2 separate regions of the Zea mays genome follow, and region 1 is linked to region 2. The links are chromatin contacts, called in public Hi-C maps. All regions are on one chromosome and are shown on one strand. Each heading gives the region's core, a stretch centred on a gene start, on an enhancer-like site or on the middle of the called end of the contact. The rest is flanking DNA. Distances are from core to core; before and after follow the strand shown. Region 1 holds the start of LOC100273873. Region 2 has its middle 43 kb from the start of LOC100281477.

Evidence for each region. A called contact is a pair of places that touch in the nucleus more often than the background predicts.
Region 1: a Hi-C map of tassel shows a contact between it and region 2, with 2.3 times the contacts expected there. The contact joins the promoter of LOC100273873 here to the enhancer-like site in region 2. A contact is called at or near these places in 5 of 25 Hi-C or Micro-C datasets (leaf, leaf mesophyll and tassel).

What each region holds. Positions count from the first base shown.
Region 1 is chr9:106,211,152-106,219,043 of Zm-B73-REFERENCE-NAM-5.0, reverse strand. LOC100273873 reads right to left here and starts at 2,274. Exons shown (of 3, transcript NM_001360480.1): 1 at 2,125-2,274; 2 at 1,159-1,285; 3 at 1-1,070. The coding sequence starts at 991.
Region 2 is chr9:106,161,688-106,168,520 of Zm-B73-REFERENCE-NAM-5.0, reverse strand. It overlaps the pseudogene LOC109942581. Among protein-coding and RNA genes, the nearest start is that of LOC100281477, 43 kb to the left of the region's middle. Within about 2 kb of position 5,195, at least 17 of the 20 cell types and tissues checked have an H3K27ac peak or open chromatin away from gene starts, as enhancers often do. A contact at or near this core is called in leaf, leaf mesophyll and tassel, where this site is marked.

The DNA of each region.
Region 1 (7,892 bases), core at 1,025-3,524, 53 kb before region 2:
TCAAGTGGATCCGGCTTGAAAACTTGGTCTCTTTCTTCTGCTCACCATCAATAATCACATGCTTCTCAAGGTTATACCACTGGCTGGTTAGCAACCTGTGATCCAGCCTCCGGGGTACATGCTGCAGTGCAATGATTGTCCTTCCAATTACTTCATCCTTTCCTGGGGCCACCCTGTCCTCTACACTCAAAACTAGGTGCTCTTCAAATGGCTCAGCTGCAACAAACATCAAGTCCTCATTCCACAATGGATTCAAAGTCCGGCTTGCCAATGCCCTGGTTCTTTGGACTTGGTTGCCTAGCATTGCTTTGACATAAACTTCAGGGAACCTAGTCTTGTCATTTGGTATAAGATCCTGGGCTTCAATGACATTTACACGGAGATACCAAAGCTTTGGAGTTAGATACACTTTCGACCTAATGCTTGCAAGGCCATCACCAGGGACGGAGGCTGCATCAGAATGCCATGCTTCAGGGAACGCTTCATCAGCTTGAGTACCCATCCAAACAGCCAGCATCAACTCCCCCTTCACCTTGTGCCCATTGCGGTCTTCCAACCGATACCATTGTGGAGCCAATGGGCTATCAGGTGGCACTCTCTTTGGGACCTCATTCAAATCAAATATAACACGTCCAATGAAGTCATCCTTGACAAGATCCTTGTCCTTGACCAGAATCTCCACAACTGATGACTGGATGCGCTCCTTTGCAAAGGCAAAGACCTGATTCCACTCCGGGTTGTTCTTCTTCTCGAAATGCCCAGTTTGGCCCTTATAATTTCCTAGTTTCACCTCAACATAAGGATCACAACTCCCAGTGATGTCCTTGTTCGGAAGTTCCTTTGCTTTTACCACTCTTACATAAAGGTACTGCATCTGCTCAACCAGGTCATATGTGGTTGTGAGCTTGTCACCAGCAGCTGCACCACCAAGGTGAGGTGTGGTTTCCTTCAAGGAGTACTCCTCCGGACGGAGCGGTGGCCTCTGCATCATCTTGTTCGAAGACAAGCTTACACCAAACTTCTACTCACGGACTTGACAAAGTGCCAAGAAAACCCAGTCGTCGCTTGTCCTAAGAAAAGTAAACAGCTAGCTTTAGATAGTTGCTACAAGGAAAGAACATTAATGAACAATAATATGAATTAAGATGAAACTACTACCTCTGCAACAAACTTGTCGTGCTACACGGCTTAAGAGTATTTTGAACATTTCCTCATCTTGCTCTGCGGGGGGGGACCATTTGAATTGAAGAGAATGACCTCCACATCACCATTCAGGGGAAAAGACCTGCAGCAAGTATATGAAGCTGGAATGAACAAACCAGGTCTGCATTTCACTCAGTCTAAATCCCGCCTGAGAACTGCAGCCATCTGACTTCAGATATTTAGAAAACATCGCAACAGACGGATAGTGACTAAGCGAAGCATTACCGAAAAAGAAAAAGAATAAAGAAAGAAACCCTGAAAAGTAGCCATCTTTAGTAGCTGCGCACCAAACCAAGGAGGAGGAGTTTGGTCCATCGTAAAAGATAAACTAGACTCGACAGCTACTGCAGTGAGAAGCCGAAGTATTTCTAAATAAGTATATTTTTTCTTTTAATTTTGAAGGGAAGAGTAAACGGAACTCAGCGCACATGAAAGTTAAAACAAATACAGATCTAAAAACACCAGCGAGCAAAGAGCCAGCATCTTCCTCAGCGTTGCAAGAAGCAAAGAGGTACAGATGGGCACCAATAATTACATAGCTTTACCTTTTTCAAACTCGCTAGCCTTCTTTTTTTCAGCTTTTTCCCACTACCGCCCTCATATCAACGATGACCTAAGAAGCAAAAAAAAACAGATCCCACGCCATTACCACCCTAAAGAGCTCAAGACAACAGAGAAACCACCACGCCTGTGGGGTAAAGGTTAAAGGCCTAACCCCTTGAACCACGCCGCGCTATGCCGGCCGAGCAAACGCAAATTCCTGCAGCTACTCGGGGAACAGGGTCGGACCAAGGAACCGCGGTCGCGACCACCGGCATTACCATTTCCCCTCACAGGCTCGAAGAGACCAGTAGAATGGAACCAACCACGCGGGACGAAAAAGCCTGAGGGCAAAAACACAGGGATCTTTGGGCTGCTTACCGATATCACGCGTAGAGGCGCGCGGCGAGGAGGACTCAGAAGCTTCGTCGGTGGACAGGACGACGGATTTGCGCAAGGTCTTTTTCGGGTTTTTCTTGCGAGCAAAAACAAAGGCAGTAGAGAGGAGAGAGAGAGGGAGGTGCAGAGGAGGGTACTAGAGGGGCGTGGAGTGCTCGATCGACGGGGACGAAGTGGAGTGAGGGCGGGGTTTTGGTTTTGGGAGCGCAAAAGCCCCTCACCGGTCGGCGCTTTTCAGCGGAGGCCCTCGGCCTTGGTAGGATTTTGGTGGAAGGACCGGTCGTCTGCCTAGGGTTCCGTGCCAGCTCAATCTGCATTGTCGTTTTCTGTAGCTTTTGACGTGGGGTGGGCTTCGTCGCCATTTGTTGCATGGTATACTCCCTCCCGTTCTAAAATTCTTCTAAAATTCTTGGCGTTTTGGACATAATCTCATGTAACAAGAGATAAGAGTCATTAATTATAATGCACATTCTTTGTACTACCCATATTGAATAGTTTAATGTACTACTTACAATCAACTTCCGAGCACGCTATCTACTTGCTTCTCTTGTTAGTGTCAATTTACAACGAGTTCGACCAACTGCTTCGTCGTTAAATATGGCAATGGGCCCGAAACCCGAAAATCTCTGATTTGTAGCTAGTAATATGATGGTTTCTCTACTTGCATGTATGTTAGTGGGTAAAAATCTCTACCCGTTGGGTAGACATGTATGAGAATTGGTGGTGTACCAGTGGGTAAAATATACTCACATCATACTATTATTATCAATAATAGAGCACATCTTAGCTAAAAGAAAATCCTTCTCCGGATATTATTTGTTTAACTATTACTGCCAGTTTGGGAACCTCAAAACCGGAGGGGATTGAAGGGGCTAAAATCTCCTCTTTATTCAATTTTAAATAAAAAGGAGATTTTAGTCCCTTCAATCCCCTCCGGTTTTTGGATTCCCAAACTAGCCCTTAAGTTATATAATCACATGTTTGCTATATTTTAAGATTAGCTTATATTTGTGTGTCTATTTGACATTTTAAGAAATAGAAATATTAGAATATAAGATCTTTTTAGTGGGTATAGGTTATTAAAATTACTCGCACGAGTTTAGATATAGAACAGATTTAATACGTGCAAGCGTATATGGATAACCCAAATAGTATAATTTTTATTGATGGTATTACCAACAGATACTCGCCGTAGCAGCAAACGGCCCGGGAGTCACGCACCGCACATAAACGAATTAGGCGTAAGCATGGAGGGCCTTGGCGCAAAATATCCATAACCGCGCGCCCGCCCTGCACGACCACGGGAGGTCGAGACAGCACTCACTCGATGGTACCGTGCCCCGCGCCCCCGCCCCCACGCGACAGCTCGGGGGCCCGCCGTGTATATTCGCGTCGGTCTGCCCGTTCCACTTCTCTCTCTCTCCCTCGCTTTGAAATCCGAAACCGGCGTGCGCTCGCGTCGAGGACGGGCGTGCGCGGATTTGCCGAGCCATGGACCGCGGTCGGGCTCGGGCACGTGTTGTTTCCGTCTTGCCGCGCTTGGACCGAGCCCAGACGCCCCCGGCCAACTCGGCGTGGGCCTGGCGCAGGGTTTAGCTCTGGCCTGCTTTTAAAAACCGGCGAGGCCCGAGAAGGGCGGCACGACCAGGCCCGTGAGAAGAAACAGGGTAATTTTTTCTACTGTCAGGTCTGCAACGGAGTGAAACCATTCACATTCTCAGAAAAGAAAAGCAAAATCATTGGCAAAAAAAAAACTGCGGAAAATAAAAGGAACATTGTTAGTATGGTACAAACCCTGAACTACGGATGCTGTAAACGCTCATTTAATTAGGTTGGATGGTTAGACTCGTTTACTACTTTCTAAGTAGATGTACATTTATTCAAAAAAAAATTGTACAATAGGAAAGTTTAGGTATGAAATTCTAGATCTAATTGTTACACGCATTAGACGTGATACTTTTTTTCAACTTGGGCCTGTTCAGAAACTCCGTTTCTTAAAACCATAGCCTATAATACTACAATTTATTATATGACATGACAAAACTAAAATATATTTTATATTAATTTAGGCCCTGTTTGGGAGAGCTTCACTTCAAGAATTCCAATTTCGTTCGAACTTCTTCAACCCAAACAGGTCCAGCTCCACGAGCTTTAGTTTTAAAAAAATCGAAACTAGAGGCCCGTTTCATGAAATTCATGAAGCTCCTTAGAGGGTGCTTCAAAAACACTGTTTTTATATCTCCTCATGAAGCTGTACGAAAATTACCCACCATGCCACTGATTACGCAACATACAACTTCCGTTCTCTCTAGCGACAATCCACTAATCATCAAGGGTAATCAAGGAAACCCACACAAATCAATTGTACTATAGAAGTTGAAGTCCATATACAAACCAAACGCTCCTGGAACTCACCTTAACAATTTGCTGGAGCTGTTTTATAGTGAAACTGGAAAACCAAAGCTGAAATTTTTGAAGTGAAGCTCTACCAAACAGGGCCTTAAGGCCTGTTTGGGAGAGCTTCACTTCAAGAATTTCAATTTCGTTCGAACTTCTTCAACCCAAACAGGTCCAGCTCCACGAGCTTTAGTTTTTAAAAAAATCGAAACTAGAGGCTCGTTTCATGAAATTCATGAAGCTCCTTAGAGGATGCTTCAAAAACACTGTTTTTATATCTCCTCATGAAGTTGTACGAAAATTACCCACCATGCCACTGGTTACGCAACATACAACTTCCGTTCTCTCTGGTGACAACACACTAATCGTCAAGGGTAATCAAGGAAACCCACACAAATCAATTGTACTATATAAGTTGGAGTCCATATACAAACCAAACGCTCCTAGAACTCACCTTAATAATTTGATGGAGCTGTTTTATAGTAAAATTGGAAAACCAAAGCTGAAGCTTTTGAAGCAAAGCTCTCTCAAACAGGCCCTTAATCTAGCACCCGTTTGGAGCCACAGTATTTGGGTTATAGTGTAGAAGAAGAAAAGACTTCAACTGCCTGCAAACAAAAAAATTGGTCTAGGCCAAAGTTTGTTTGACCCCAAAAATATCGTGATATTGTTAAACCATGGTTTAAAATACAGAGCTTTTAGATGGGCACTCAAACGTCTTTCGGTCTAAAATATCATGGTACACTTAAATAGCATGGTACAATATTGGTACTAGAATGCGTTCCCAAATATGTGCTAGTCCTAAATTGCCGATCTTTTCTTACGCACGTCACTTTCATTCTTAAAGCCTAACCAGCTGCGTGGTCCCTACGTGTAGCATGTTTCCAATGTGCATGAGAGGTTACGTGTAGAATATTTTAGAATCTCCCTCTCAAATATGTAGCCTAGTTTTAACCGATCTGACCTTGTTTGTTTTCTGATATTCTAGAACCCCTCTCAAATATGTTACCAATGATCCCTAGTATTGTTTGATTGGAAGGACTGGAAGACCCTTGTTTTTTGTTTGGTTTAGGGCCTGTTCGTTTGCGCCGAGATTCATCCGGAATCGTTCCGGTTAATCAAACCTTATATAAATTAGGCAAACAATCTAGCTAAGATTAGTTCCGGGTGGCCAATCCCCAAGAACCGAACATGCCTTTAAGGGATAACTGGGGATGTATTGATTCTGTCCTTTGTTTGGTTTGAAAGATAAGTGAACAGGATGCACTTGCTCTGCTACTCTGAACACGGTTGGTGAGACATTAATTAAACTTAAAATCTGAAATGTTTCACAAACCTGTCCTCCACACATGAACTGTTACAACTAATGTTAAGTCCATAATTGACAGCATCTAGGCGAGTGGCTAGTCGTTTACCATATTAACAGAATCCCATGTCAACTAGTCAGGCAAAAGATACATGCTTGCACGCATGAGAACAAAATAGCAACCATGAGAAAAAAAAAATTCCACAAGCAGGAACCCATTTTCAGTGTCACTCCACAAGGAGCAACCATGAGAACAAAAAACTGAAATTTAACCAAAATACTTGCAGCCATTGCCCCCATCTCAAAATATGTTACAACTAATATTAAGTCCACAAAACACACATATTACTATTAACTCCACACAACACACATAATAATGTGTCATAGCCTTACAAATAATATCAAGTTCAAGGTTTACACAAAATCCACACGTACTTAGACCACAAATCATTGTTCGATGTGGTTCAAGCAAAAGAATTGTCCAAGCCTACCTAGTAATAGCCCTCACACTCCTGGGAACTTCTCATTGACGAAATTACGAGCCCAAATTAACTTGTGGTCGAACGACATCTTCTTGAAGGCTCTAGCAATGTGAGGGTGCACTGCCAAATAATTAAAATACAGAGATATGTGGGTCTGTTCAAAACCTACAAAGTTTAGTAATTTGTTAAAAAAATATGTTGATCACATATTTCAGCAAACTAAAATTATAATGGCATCACTAGTATGCGGTCATGTTCAAACGGTAATGGCACGTTTTCAACAAAACTAAAATTATAATGGCATGTTTTCAAGTTTTCATATCACTGGTTGGTGCACTCCGCTTCAGTGTTCATTTGGAACATTACGGATAAAACTTGGGAAACAATGTAATCTCTTCCAAGAACACTTGCATATGCTGACACAATTCTTGTTGGATACCAAGTTTAGGCATTATTGGACAAGCAGGCTCAAGAATAAGCCTCAGCAGGAATGACCCATTTTTAGGTTACAACAGGTTTTAGGATTTAGGTTTCAGGTTACAACAAACAGGTTTAACAAGAGAAGAGGTTGTTCGCTTCGGATTAAAGCCCGCCGTTTAACTCTGTAATCCATACAGATAAAAATACTGTAAAAGCAACAGAAGCTGGTACTAATTAAAGCCAAGGAACAGGTTGTAGCTTTTCAGCTCGTTTCTATGAGTATTGTTTTAATAAAAATCATCCAAAATCAATGTGAACACACAATCAGCTGAATCGTCGCGATAGAACGAATCTGCCACTTCCTAGATCCTAAACCCTATGGACCTCTTTATTTTCCTCCGCACGTAATTCCTACGATACTCAGATTCTCTCCACAGCCAAATTCTTCCCGCAACTAGATTCTCATAAAAGCTCGTTAGAAAAAAGTCGAAACAAACAGACACAACCCTTCCCTTCGTTTCACGTTTTGTTCGGGAGATCGAAGAGGACCAAGAGGGATTAAATTACTTTCTAATAAATTTTAGTTAGCAAGAGATTAAATGCTCTATAGTTATCAATCCATTCCTAACCGAATAAATCTTCTGGACTAGTTTGGAAACTCAAATCCTCTATGGAAATAGAGCGGATTATAGTGAACATGAACTGATTTTAGTCATTACATTATTATAACGTGCAAATATTATTTTTTGAAATTTGTGTGCTGTTATTTTATTATTAAAGTTTTAAGGAAAAACGTAATAAACAAAAAAAGTCTCATGCATCATTCAAAGGGGTAAAAGTGACTTCGCTATATAAAATCTCATTTTTGTAAACCTGGTCTACAAGACAAGCACTTTTACAAACTTGAACTTTAAAGTAGAGCTATTCAACTCTAAAGTTTATGAAGTTAAGCTTATTTTTTTGAAGCTGAGCTATGCCAAACACCCCTTTATATTTATTAAAATTCTCAAAGCGGCCTCAATTCTTTCTTTGGGAACGTTACATTTTTTTTACCTTTGAGATGGTCATTTATAATATACTGTGTGATAAATTGACAGTTTTGGATTTTTTTCCCGGACAGTATGCACAACATCTTGCCCAGGTGA
Region 2 (6,833 bases), core at 3,946-6,445:
GTCGCAACAATTAGAATGTGATATTTAATTTCATTTTAGAACTTGATTTTTCATATATATTTAGCTTGTTTCATTTAATAATCTGTATTGGATGTATGCTTTTAAATGAGATCTGTGTGAATGGTGAATAAAGTTCCTGACAGTTTATAATCTGTTTGGATGTTTCAGTTCATAATATGTGTGAATGGTAGTCCCTGTGTGAATGTTCTAGTAGTTGAAGATGGTCAATGTGCCATGTTCATATCATATACCGAATGCTCTCAAGGGAATGATCGATTGACCCTTTAAAAGGCCGCCCAAGAATGCAAACAAGTAGCTGGAATAAAAATGTTTGTAAACCAGTATATGGGTAGAACTAAAATCAAGTATGTAGCATTCATGCTATTTAAAAATTGCAAAACTAACTACATAGATCTGGGTGGTGTTGCCACAAATGTTCCACTAGGTCTTCACGAAGTTGGTAGTGTGCCTCATGGTTTCTATTTTTTCTATGATTATGAAGAAATTCGTCAAAATATGTTGTCACATCATGGGATGGCTGCACATTATCTCCTCCATTCTCAAACCATTCCTTTGGATCGACATTTTCCTCGTCTTCAATAATCATGTTATGCATGATTATACAAGATATCATTATATTATTTAGAGTCTCTTCATCCCACAATCGTGCTGGTCCCCGAACAATAGCAAACCGAGATTGCAAAACTCCAAAAGCTCGTTCAACATCCTTCCGTGCCGCTTCTTGTGCTTTGGCAAAGTAAGTCCTCTTATTACCTCGTGGTTCAGGTATGGTCTTAAGTAAAGTAGCCCAAGAAGGGTAACTGCCATCTGCAAGGTAATATCCCATTGTATACTCATGATTATTTATTTTGTAGTTCACTTTTGGCCCTTCTCCATTTGTTAGCTTTGCGAAAAGTGGAGACCGATGAAGAACATTGATATCATTTAGAGATCCAGGCAAACCAAAAAAAGCATGCCAAATCCATAAATCTTGTGAAGCGACTGCTTCTAAAATTATTGTTGGTGTATGATGATGCCCGGAAAATTGACCTTGCAACGAAGACGGACAGTTCTTCCACCTCCAATGCATGCAATCTAATGAACCCAACATACCAGGAAAACCTCTTTCATTACCAAGTGCAAGTAACCGTTCAATATCTTTTTCATTGGGTGACCTCAAGTACTCATCTCCAAAAACTTCTATTATAGCTTTAACAAACCTTCATAGACTTTCCAGTGTAGTACTTTCTCCAATGCGTACATATTCATCTGTAGCATCAGCTGCTACTCCATAAGTTAGCATACGGAAAACTGCAGTAACCTTTTGAAAACAACTTAGTCCATGTTGATGAGCTGCATTTCTCTTCTGCTCGAAGTAATCATCATGTTGTTCCACAACATTCAGTATGCGAAGAAATAGTGGTCGATTCATCCTAAACCTGCACCAATAATAAGATGCACCCAAAATATTAAACATGACACATTTAATCGAGACAAATGACAACTAGATTCTTACCTCCGTCAAAACAAATTTGGGCCATAAGTTGGATTTTCAGCAAGGTAATCTTGGTACATTCTCGCGTGCCCCGCTTCTCTATCCCGATATATGTATGCACGACCAGGAACAGAGCCTCCTGGCTGTCTACGCACTTGAGAATAACTTTGAATGATTTGCGCGGCACAAAGTATGACATGATCATCATCATCTGATGATGATTCATCCAAATCTCGTAATGACAACAATCTATTTTCACCCATCACCTGATTTTGCAATCACATATACTATGAATATATATTCACATAAATTAAAATTGCAGATGTTACATACACAACAACTTCAATTAACATTACGATTGCACGTACCAATTCATATGATAATTCACATACCAAGATTTTTGTTTTGATCCGGCCCTGACGGTTCCTTGCAACTAGCGGTGATGGCACTGGCAGGTGCTGCGCTTTGAAGTCTCTCCCAGGCGACTAGCAGACACAGGAAGAGAAGATGATTTTGTTTCTTGGCGGCGTAGCAGCAATGGACGCTTGTATATGCAGCGATGCATCAAAGGAATAGGGGAAAGACGCATCTGGAGGGAGGGCAACGAGTTTGTAACAGAAAGCCTTGGGTCCACGGTTCACCATGGATTTGAAAAATTGATTTTAAGTGCCTACATATACGGAACTGTTGGAGATAAATGGTTTTTTACTCCCATACCATATTTATCAACTTTCTAAACAGTTATTTAAGGATCTATTCTATCGGGAACACCTGGAGATGCTCTTAGGGACTATGGCTACAATTTGAGCAAAGTCCCTCTCCTATGTGATAATGAGAGTGCAATCCGCATGGCGGATAATCCCGTTTAACACAGCCGCACTAAGCACATAAACATCCGGTATCACTTTTTGAGAGATCACCAACAAAAGTGGGATATCAAAATTGTTTATGTTAGCACCCACAACCAATTAGCCAATATCTTTACCAAGCCCCTAGATGAAAAGACTTTTAGCAAGCTTAGGAATGAACTCAATATCCTCGATTCTTGGAACTTTGATTGAAATCTTGCACACATTGCTCATTTATATACCTTTGATCATGTCTCTTTCATTATGGTACAAATGCATATTTCTTATTCTTCTTGTGCCACCGCTAAGACTAATGTGCTTCCATGAGTATTTCTATGATTAGTCCTAGATTGAAAGGGAAATAGAGTATTCAACAAAGGCAAGGCTTCCACTACGACTCTGTCAGTATCATTTATCCTTTGCCCTACACATGAACTTTCATTCATATCCTTTTCTAAAAAGGGGGAGAGAATAATAGGCCCCTAGTTCTCTTTATTTATGGCGCTTAATGCCAAAGGGGGAGAGAATAGTAGGCCCAAAGGAAAAGGACCGCACCACCACCCTGTTTTCTAAAAAAACTTTTTTGGGAGAGATTATTCAAATTGCAAAAAACCCTCTTGACAGCTAAGGGGAGAACTTCTTTAGGGGGGGCTTTTATTGAGCCGAAAGAAAAACATTTGAAACAGGGGGAGAATTTTCAAAAACTTGAAAATGCGTTTTGCAATCATATTCTAATACCATTGGCTATTTGCAAAAGAATTTGAAGGGATTTTCCAAAGGATTTGCAAAACAAGCTAAGTGGTGCAAATGTGGTCCAAAATGTTAAACTCGATCAAAGCAACCATATATGTCTAAAAACTGCATTCATTTCAAAGTAACTTATGCACATCTGTCAAATTACAAATTAGTTACATTTCTACACTTTATATTTGCTTTGGTTTGTGTTGGCATCAATCACCAAAAAGGGGGAGATTGAAAGGGAAATGGCCTCAACATTTCCTATAATCAATTTTGGTGTTTGAGGTCCATCACAAACCATATGGACTAACTAGTTTGCCTAGTGAATGTTTTTTTCAGGTGCATAAAGTTCACATTAACATACAACGAAAAAGACTTGAGGGAATTCTGCAAAGTTTGGAGCATACAAGATTTAGTGCAGCCTGTGACGCACCGAACACTGTCCGGTGTGCACCCCAGGCTGAAGACCTCCACGAACTGGCCGCTCTCGAGTTTTCTCAGAGCCATTCCACTAAAATTCATCGAACTGTGCACCACCGGACTGTCCGGTGAGCCAACGGAACAACGATCAACTTCGCCAACGGTCGACTGCGGAACAGTCCGTCAGAAGTCAGAATACAGTCTGCGATGTCAGATCGCACCAGACTGTCCGGTGTCGCAAGAAGACAGAAGACTTCAACGGTCAACAGCTCCAAACCCCAACGGTCGGCTGGCGTAGCACGCACTGGACAGTGAACAATGTTGTGTCTGGTGGACCACCAGACTATCCGGTGTGCCCATCGACAGCAACGACTGGAATAGTGGTTGGGGCTATAAATACCCCAACCACCACCATTCAAGCCATCCAAGCATTCCAACTTCCTCATTCAACACTAGAGCAAAAGAATAGACTCCAAAGACACAATCATGGCATCAAATCCTCTCCAAGCTCCAAAATCAAATCAAGTGCTTAGAGACTTGAGAGAGAGAGTGATTTGTGTTTCTTTTGTTGCTATTGTTGCTTGGTTGCTTTCTTCTTCTCGCTCTAATCTTTCCAAGCGCATTGTAAAGCAAACAAGAGATATCTAATTATGTGGTGATCCTTGGGGGGTCTTAGTGACCCGTGTGAGGAACTATCTTCCACACTCCTAACTCATTATTATTTATTTCTAATCCTAACCCCGGGTAAAGTGTGTGTTCAAAGTTTATAATTTTCAGGTTTTGCCTATTCACCCCCTTTTGGTGACTTTCACCGAGCCATCCTCGTCTCCCTAGGATCCCCAGAGCGTCCGCGCTCCTCGTCTCCGGCGAACTCCCTGCCGCGGACACAGGCGACATCGAGGCCAGCCATTCGATCTCTGATTGGGCAGTTCCTATTTAAATAAATTGTATCTAATCCTAACCGTCCATCCGAGATCCGACGGCCTAGGACCATCCCCGTACCACGCCCCTGCCATTGGGCCCGGCCTCCAGCCATCGTGCCCACACCTGCTGTAAAGCCCAAAAAATTGGTAAGAGAAAAATTGTAATAATAAAATATCTGCCAATAATGAATTCCTTTCCTTCATAAAATAAATCTCTCAAAAAAATAAATAATAATAGTATGGTAACTCAAAGCTTAGGTCCAAGTTTGGGAAGCAAAAATTTAAAATTTAGACTTGGAACAATAAAATAAAGTATGTTACCTAATAAAGGTTAAGAAAAAGAGTCTATATGTAAAACTAAATTATTACCTTGTTCAAATATGTATTTAAAAATTTCTTTCTATGAGATTCTATCCAACTAGGAATTATGTTGTTAAATGCCTATTTTGTATGTATGAGTGGCATACCTAAAATCATTAACTTAAGTAAGGATAAAAAAAATAAAGTGATAATAGATTTTTGTTATGATTAGTAATTTTTGGATTGTTGCAGATTTGAAATTTGAATTCTAAATTCGAAATTTGAAAATAAAATAAAACTGGAAAAAAGGAAAGAACTCACCTACTTTGGGCCAAGATTCACCTGCCGGCCCACCTTACCTCCCGCGCGGCCCAACTAATTCCTTTCTCCGCGCAGCCCAGCTTTGAATCGCGCTGCAAGGCGCCGTCGCGCGGGCCCCACCTGCCCGTCTCAGCCACGCACACACGACCAACGCTCACGTACTCTGATGCATGGGGCCTGTGTACCAGTCACTACACGCGTAGTCGCGCGCGCGCCAGCTGATCCATTCCTCTCTGGCGCATGGGACCCACCCTTTCCCCAGTTTCTCTTCCTCGCCGGGCATCTCGGGCATGTTGTTACGCCGCCCGATACCCCTGCGCCCATGGACTCCCCTCGACCGGCTACAAAAGCGGGCCAAACCCCCCTATACCTCCTCTTCCCTAGCCATCCGCGGGTCGCGGTCAACAAGGGGCGTGGGTTAAGCTAGTGGCGCCGCCATTTCCATGGTGAGAACGAAGAGAGAGAGAAAGAACCGAGCTATGCCATCGCCGGTGGGCTCGTCGTTGTCGCTGCCCCAGTGCCGTGCCGTGAAGCTCCACCTGTGCGTGGAGAAGTTATTGTGGCCTCGCCGCGTTGAACCGGCGCCCGAGGCTTGGGATTTCTTCACGGGAGACCGCGAACCCACTGTCCTCCGTGGTCAGCCTCTCCGCAGACTCCTTCTCTGGTGAGTCCTCATCCCCCACGTTCGCTATTGTCTCCTCTATGCGTAGCTCGGTTTAATCGACGTTTTGGGCACTGTGGTGGTCGGTCGCCTTTGCGCCGATGTTGTGGTTCCACCGCCGTGGAACTCGCCCACGCTACCGCTCGGGATTCCACCAGTGGGTCTGGGAGCTTTGATTAGAGGCATGGATGGCACAAGGTGCTTCGCTAGATGGGATTGCCGATCGGGGAACCCGCGATTTCACGCCGGAGTTGGTGCTCCACCGTGGGTTCCGCTCGCACCGTGGGCGGGCTCCTCTGCAGCCGATTGCAGGTGATCAACCTATCCATGTTATTCGTAGCATTCTCCTCTGCATGTCGCTCTTTTGAATCGGGGAGTCGAGCTTGCGTCGTGACACGTGCTCTGCCATGGTGTCCGCCATGGTGGGTTCCCTGGCCGCCGTGTTCAATCCGTGGTGCCCAGGGAAGAAGAAAGGGTTGGGGGAAAACCGTGTGTGCCATGGGATGTGGGGGTGTACGGCGGCGATCAGATCCCTGGCATACCCGTTGAGAGGATTGATCTGAGCCATTGATTGTGATCGAACGTGTGGCAGAACCTCCTAAGTTATTGGGCCCACATGCACCTGTCCTTGTCTCAAAGACCTCAGACTGCTATGTCTGTGCACCAGCTAACTTAACAGGATCCGTCCGATTGCCCCAAGGACACCAGATAAACCACTTACAACCAGAACCACGTGATTAAGTAAACACAAATCACACACATCAACATTTTTGCAGCGAAAATCTTATTACCAAATTTTACAGGTTACAAAAATTTTTCATTATATTCATCGGAGTGATTACAAAAGTATAAGTTTGAAATATATGCTAGCTCAAGTGACCATCCTCAATAAAAAGTATAGAAGAGTTACTTAAACTTATAAGAAGGCCGAGCCCACCGGCACTTAACACCATCATCATCAGCACAAAACTATGACCTGAAAAACAATAGGGAATAAAACTCTGAGTACGGAATTACTCAGCAAGACTTACCTGACTAAAGAAAAGACTTTCAAGGGTATGCTGGATTTGGGAATCAAGGAAAAGTTTTAGCAAGAATCAAATTAGATACTTTTGCAGAAATAGCTT